Linked DNA regions of Gossypium hirsutum: region 1 is linked to region 2. A link is a contact called in public Hi-C data. All regions are on one chromosome and are shown on one strand. Each heading gives the region's core, a stretch centred on a gene start, on an enhancer-like site or on the middle of the called end of the contact. The rest is flanking DNA. Distances are from core to core; before and after follow the strand shown.

Evidence for each region. Hi-C and Micro-C count contacts between places; a contact is called where the count stands out from the background.
Region 1: a contact with region 2 is called in a Hi-C map of leaf, with 2.5 times the contacts expected there. The contact joins two enhancer-like sites. A contact is called at or near these places in 4 of 34 Hi-C or Micro-C datasets (fibers and leaf).

The regions. Positions count from the first base shown.
Region 1 is chrA06:7,707,252-7,711,367 of Gossypium_hirsutum_v2.1, forward strand. No RefSeq gene overlaps it. Among protein-coding and RNA genes, the nearest start is that of LOC107962526, 16 kb to the right of the region's middle. Within about 2 kb of position 1,425, at least 2 of the 9 cell types and tissues checked have an H3K27ac peak or open chromatin away from gene starts, as enhancers often do. A contact at or near this core is called in leaf, where this site is marked.
Region 2 is chrA06:7,652,530-7,656,539 of Gossypium_hirsutum_v2.1, forward strand. No RefSeq gene overlaps it. Among protein-coding and RNA genes, the nearest start is that of LOC107962525, 3.3 kb to the left of the region's middle. Within about 2 kb of position 2,177, at least 2 of the 9 cell types and tissues checked have an H3K27ac peak or open chromatin away from gene starts, as enhancers often do. A contact at or near this core is called in leaf, where this site is marked.

The DNA.
Region 1 (4,116 bases), core at 175-2,674, 54 kb after region 2:
CAATTAACTCCATCTTTCTTTAAATACTAGACAACTTGTTCAACAGATACCTTTTACGAGTTCCAATGTGTCCATAAACAGTTGTATTCGACTACTTTAGATAACTTGAAATATGGGAGAGGGATTCTGCCAAATTTTCAATGAAATCCCATTGATCTTTAACAAATTCCAGAAACCTCGGATGCTCCAACCATCCAACTAAAAATCTAAAAGGTCTCTCCTTGGAAGTTATAAGATCTGGTCTCAAGGATAAGAAAAGTGGTCTATGATTAGACTTAAGCCTTTGAAGATGAGTAATCAAACTATTAAAGAACATATTCAGTTAAGCATCATTCCCAATAACTCTATCCAACCTCTCAAAAGTCCCCCCTCTACACCGAGTGAAGGGTAGGCCTCTAAAGCCCAAATTTTGCAAAACGAAAAAATCCATAAAATAACCTAAAAGAGAGTACCTTCTTCCTCTAAGCCATCTCTCTTTCTTTTCACTATCGGGCAAGATGGCATTGAAACCCCCAATAGCGAGCTAAAGAGTAGCCCTCAAAGGAACAGTAGCATTTAACCCTTCCTAGAGTAATTTCGATTTTTTTCTATCAGGACTGCCATAAACAAAAACAATGAAGATAGGTTGACAAAGAAAATGACCAAGGATCCGAACCAGAATAAGTTGTGAATGTCTGTGAATTACCTCAACTCTAACCGAGTCCTTCCAACCTACCCAGATTCCCCCTGAAAAACCAATTGCTTCCACTCGGTGAGAAAAATGGAAATCCAATTTGACAATGATGTTATAAGCTTTTGTACAACTAACTCTAGTCTTTAGTAGATTGACGATATCCGATTTATACTTCAAATTATATTCACAAAAAATATACTAAAATTTTATACCAACACAACCTTGATAATTCCATGAAAAATTTGACATTCATATTCAAAATATAGTTAAAAAAAGAAGAAGAAAAAGAAGAAAGAAGAAGAGAAAACCCAAACCTTAATGAACAAAAGGAGATAGTTTTACGGCCCTTTCGGATTCCTATCACAACTTCCAAGTCACAAACACCCTACGGCCCTTTCCCATTCCTATCAGAACTCCCAAGTCACCAACACCATCAATCTAAGATTTCAAATTTAAGACCAAATGTGAATATTTAACTTAAATTTAGTATAATTTAAGTGTCTAAATTTATTCCAATTTATGTAACTACATTTGAGAGGGTTAATGATATTGAAATGCAATTAAAATCAGAAGAAAAACAAAAACAAAATTGAAAGAAGACGAATTGACATGTCTGGCTTTTCGAACATGTGAAAAAATAGCAGTGGAGAGATTGGCCAAGTGTCAATCTTGATGGAACATCCACCCACTGGCCACCGCCTCACCATCAATCAATATCTCTATATAATTATTTTTAATAAATAAGCAAACAAATAAGTATTTAAAAAAGGTAAAGATAAAAATATACATATTTTGATTGGTTTAAAGAGGGTGATGGATGGATCACTCTGGTCGGTTCAGTTACCATTATAGTTAAGATTAAAATTATTCAAATTAAATAATTAATCTTGAATTTAATAATTAAAAATATAAATTATATGTAATTTTAATTTGATTAATTCAATCAAATGAACATTATTAATTTATTTATTTTTATATAAAAATTAAAATTAAAAATAAAAATATATAAAATTTAATTACGAAATATTTGAATTCGAATAATTTTTAAAAAATTTAATTAAATTCGATTAATTGAGTGAAGACTGTAGCTTTGGAGTTTCTACAAATTGGTTTAAATCCCGAGGAAAAGAGGTCGGCGTTGGCTGCTAATAGCATTGTACTATGACTGCTACAAAGTCTCCGGCAACAATTGAAACTAATTATTAATAATCTTCAAATAAAGAGGTGGCTATGATTTAATCCACTCAACCTTACTTTACCTAACGTTCACCATATCAGTGACCAATATAACAACTTATGCCCCATGCTAATAATTTAATAAATAAATATTTATAATAATAATAATAATAATATGTTTGATTGAATTCCAAATTTTGATTTATTTATTAATATTAAGTCTTGATTTAGTCCAAAATTAGGTAAAATTCTACTATTAGATCTTATATTTGTGTAAATTATGGATTTAGTATATGTATTTTAATTTAGTCAATTTTAATCCTAATCCAATGATAATAGTTAAATTTATTCGATTAAATTATGTTATTAGTTATGTATTATGCTTAAAGTAATAAATTTGTCCTCGTTCATCAATTGGGTCATTCTTAGTGGTTATATTGTTTGAATTTTAAAATTTTAGTATTAATGCAAATGTTACTTGTTAAATCTATTAATTGTTATTTTTTTGTAAGTAATTTGTGAAAATAACAAGCAGACATAGCATTAAACATGTGATAATATGTTTGACACATTAAATTTTAAAAAATATCAGAACTTCACTTAATGAATTTAATAGCTATCATTTGAATAAGACTAAAATTTTCAAATTCTAAAAATAGAGGGATTAAAAATGATCAAATTAAAATACATGTGCTAAATCTACAACTTGCGCAAAGTAAGAAGTCTAATAGCATAACTTCACCTTTTAATTATAACGACTAAAGGTGAAGACACATTTATCCCGTGTATTTATTTTGTATTATTTTGAATAATTTATTTTTGTAAAATTATCTCATGACAGCAATTCATTTAAATACATTATATATTGTACAAGTATATATGTACATACACAAAGAATGATCCACTTGTATTAATATAAAAATAACTAAGCTTTTTATACTTTTATAATTATTTTAATTTTTGAGTATCTTCTATATTAGTTTTATAATCTATATTCGAGTTTCATGCTATACTTTTCTTCGAGATTTAAATATGTATTATTTCATTAAAAATATAAATTCTTTTACTTTTTATTTTTATTTTAATTGACATGACAGTTTGTTTTTTTTCCTTTTTGATATAAGTGTAGAAAATTCAATTTTTTTCCGACCATGTGATTTTAGTGTTTGGTTCATTTGATGATATTTTCAATCATAAATGATCTTGGAATTTTATCGTTTATTTATTATTGATTTTGAGATTATAGTATAAGGGCAATTTTAGATTGAGTGGTCTATTTAGTTGTGATTAGTGTAAAAATAACGATAATAATAATGGTAGAGACTGTAATAATATTATAGTATAAGATAAAAAAGAGAGAGGTTAAACCACTATACTAAAAATAAATGTCCATCTATCAAGACCCTAGACTTTTAAGATACGTAGCCATCGATGTTAAAAAAATATTAAATTGAGTTTCAATTTTAACAATTTTATTATTTTTTAAATCCCATTTTTACAATCTTAGGTTTTCATTCATTAAAAAGTTTGCTTTTTATTCTAAATTTTTTTGTAACACATGTTTCATTCTTTTCAAAATTTATTTTAAAAGGCATGCTTATAATTCTGTTTTTAAAATTTAAAAATTTTCAAGGAAACTAAATTTCAGCATTGTTTGAATAAAAAAATAAATCAAATTGAGTTTTAAGGTGTAATTAAGCTAAGTTAAATTTAACCATTAAAAAAATTAAAATTTCCATTCTAAGTTCTTTAAAATTTGTAAAGTTTAAGTTAATATAAGAAAATTTACACTTTAACCCTTTTAAGAATAATAATATTACAATAAAATCTTTACTAAAATAATTTTATAAATCAATATAATAATTAAATTTTATTTTATTTCTTACAAAATTTATAATTTAACTTTCTTCCTCTTAAAAGATTTTCTAACCTTGTCCTTGGTTTCAAAAAATTGGAGTTTTGACTTGTAATTATGTAAGTTTTATCTTATTCAAATCTTAAAAAAAAATCCTTATTATACTTTATTTATGTTTTTAAGGAAAACATGTAAATTTCAATTTAATGGAATTCATTTAAAGCTATGATTTTAATGAAAAGTTCATTTAATTTTATTAAAAATTTTCATTTCATTTGGTGAGGTCCATATTTTCAGTAACATGAAGAATATACACTATTTTAAAGTGAAAATTTATTCTATTTTAGTTAATTTTACATGTTATTATTTTTATAAATAATATTTATTTTTTTCAAGAAAATTATTTAAAAAT
Region 2 (4,010 bases), core at 927-3,426:
GCATTTTTCTATTTCACCCAATCACTAGTTGGTACATTCAATATTCAGAATTTGTGACAGCTCCTCTTAATAATGATATATTCAATATTCGAACATATATTTATTTTTTAAAAGTATAATATATTTTACTATTGCATATAACAACTTGTTGGTACCTTTATATTATTTTTAAACGATTTATTATAGTGTTGTAATTTAGAGAATAATTTATGTATTTATTATATCATAACTCATTACATACTTTGTATTGTTTGCCATAGCGATATGTTTGCTTCTTATATGGGCGTGGGTGTTGTTTATATTAAATCTTGCATATATTTGTATTATTTTTTGTGAAGTGTGATGCTCTAATTAATATCATATTTTTTATATTATGTTTCGTTTCAATCTATATCTTACATAATTTGTTGTATAGAAATTAGATCTTTATACGAATCTATCATAAATTAATATAAATAAAATGTTTGAAATTTTATTTAATTTTTCGAAACGCAGCGAGAGAATCTAGTATTTTATTTCAACATAATGCAATTCAAATAGGATAAAAATAGGTTAAATTCTATTATTAGTCCCTTTTAATTTTTGCATTTTTAATTTGGTTATTTTTAGTTTTTATACTTTTTTAAAGTTTAACATTCCAGTCCTCATCAAGCGAAAACTATAGAATTCATTCAATTAAGTTATGATATTTCCTAAATCTGACTCTACAAACATGTTATTATATATGTAATGTCAATCCAGTTTGTTATTTTCACATATTACTAAAAAAAACTAGTTAATGAATTAACGATCATCATTTGCATCAATATTGAACTTTCAAACTTTAAAAAGTATAGGAACTTAGAATGATCCAATTGGAGAATACAGACTAAATCTACAATTATATGCATAGTAAATGACTAGTAATTCAATTTAATTGATTGAGTTTTGTTTGGATTAGGGCTAATATTTGAAAAATATAAAGACTAAAATTGATTAAATAAAGTATAATGACTAAATCTACAACTCTCGCAAAATAACAAGACAAAGAAATAATAAATTTATATATATTTTTTAAAACATGTTATTAAAATATTCGTAAAATTTTTATACAACTAATATTTTAGGCAAAATGTAAAATATATATATATATAATATACTAAATATTAATTTTCCTCAAACTTATAATAATAAACAAATATATTATTAAAATGTTATCTGAAAATATATCAAATAACTGGAGAAATTAATTCATAAAGTTGTTGTTGTCAACATTATTATTATTGTTTTTGAAAGAAATTATTATCATTATTATTATTTCATTTTGATTTAAGTAAAAAGAATTAAAAAAATGAAAATAAGAATAAAATTGTCAAAAATGTTATATTACTAAGAGATGGTATTAAGATTATTCTTATATTTTAGAATGTTGACAATATTTAAATTTAAGATCAATAACTGAGGAAATATTATGTCGGAATCTCACATTATCCTCAAAAATGTTACATTTTTAAACCAAAAACACTCACTAAGAGTTTCTTTTGTTGAAAAAACATCTTATAGTCAAAGTTTATTATTTGTACTTGTATAATTGTTAAGTCATTAATTAAATTTGTTTCTTGAGTTAATTGAGCAACAATTTAATTAATAAAATATTAACTTTAAAAAAAATAATAAATATTATTATTAAAATATATAATTTTCTATAAATGAATTCTTTTACATATATAATATATAAAAATATATAGAATAAGAAAGAAAGAAAAATGGAATAATAAAATGGACCTCCGTATTCATGAAAATTAAGATTGAAAATTAAAAAGAAAGAAAAATGGAATAATAAAATAGACCTTCGTATTCATGAAAATTAAGATTGAAAATTAAATTGTAAAACTTTTTTTTACCGATAAATCTGATTTTTACATTAGTTTAAAAATTAGTTGTGAATTTAGATGGACAATATAATTACTTAAGATTAATGTAAAAACAACAATAACAATAAAATTAAATACTATAATAATATTATAACATAAGATAAAAAATAAACTAAACATACTCATGTTATCCTACATTCCATCAAAACCCACCTTGACTTTAACAAATAATAAATAATCAAACCGATGTAGAAGTTTGTACAGCTCAGGATCTTATCCAATTGGAAGCCCAATCAAATTTCTTAGCCATTCCTTTGTCCAAAATTGTACGTGACATTGATATGCTGTCTCTTGGAAACTAAATGCGGCTTGACCTTTTCAAATCTTTTCTTCACCTTAATTTAAATTTAAAATCTTTTCATATAAAAATTAAATTATTTTCACTGATTGAGTCTAAATTTGATTATATGAGTATTGTTATCAATGTAAGAATATATAAATTCGAGTGCATTGAAGCGCATTATTTTCTTATTTATAAATTGGAAAGGAACTTGTTAAAAAAAATATATTTTAAGACAATCATCATACAACAATCATATAAATAGTAAAACTTCACGTTGAATTAAGACTGCTTCTTGTTAAATTAAAACTTTTATCAATTTTAATATAGGGAAAATATTTAAAAATATGTTTTATTTTACAATTATTTCGATTTTCATAGATGTTGAGTTTGTTTTTTGAATAATATGTATAAAATCTATTGTCTAATCATTTCGTGATGATGAAAAGACATTAGTTGAAGCTTAACATAGATGGGTGTAGACGTATTGTTGACAACTTCTCACGATTCCCCTTATTGATGTGATGAAACAAGAACTCAACTCATGTAGGTGTCAAATTTCTAAAGGAATTTTAATAAAGAAGTTGACAATTGAAAAAGCAACTTATTTGCCCTCTGTCCCAACTTATTGTCCCGACAAATATTTGAACACAATTTTGAACAAGATTATATAATAAAGTAGTAGGTAGATAAGATAGAGAAAGAAGATGGACGCAATATTTTTTTAACGTAATTCAGAAAACAACCTTACTCTAAAGAGTATTACCAAAAGAATGATTTATTCAATCATCAGTCTAATAACCTATTGATTAAAGTTTAATCTACTTTTTCACAATCAGTAATTGCAACTCCAATGGATAAATTAAACTTGTTATCATTATTCACCCAAATAACATCACATACAATCAATTATCAACTCTCCGAAAAAAAAAAGAGTCAAATTATTTTTTTAACGGAAATGATGACTAAAACATAAATTTTTAATGTTGTTGGCTTGCTAACTCACATGGCAGTTTGTGAGCACGTCATGCTAACATAACATCACTTGTTTTATATATCACATCAACAAATAAATTAAAATTTATAAAAATAAAAAAATAAAAATACAAAGATATAAAAAATTCAAAAAATAAAAAAAAAATTGGTTGATAAAACTGAAAAATGAAAAGAAAAAAATATTTTAAAAATATATAATTTTGAATTAATATATATTTTTATTGTTTTACATATTAAATAAGCTTCATTGCCAATGATTACAAAATTTTCAAAAAAAAAATTATTAAAACGAAATAATGCTTATTTATAATGTTTATTACTTATTTAATATTAAAAAAAATTAACATTTAACATTATTATAACTAAATAGATTCATTTAACTCATTATGTCCACAACCAAGTATTATATCAATTTAACTTTTGAATTTGGACATTTTTTAAATTTTTGGGTAAGTTATTTAAATTATATTTTATGTTGGGATCTATCAATATAAACAATGAGATAGTACATGGTATAGATTATCACAATCTATATTTTAAATATGAGGCACACTCCACATTTTAATTATCACATTTTAAAAAGTTACGAGTTAGTCATTAATGTATAGATTTGTTACATTTTGATCATTGAACCATTAATTATCGTTAATAGTGTAACGACAATTTAACGTAACAAATTATATCATCATTCTAAAAAAAAATAGGTCAATTTTTACAAATAGTCCCTATACTTTTATCATTTTGAGAAATTTAATTCCTTTCCTTTTATTTCTTTATTTTCCTTCTCTAATTATTCTCCCTTCTTTTTTTTTTCTCTCTTT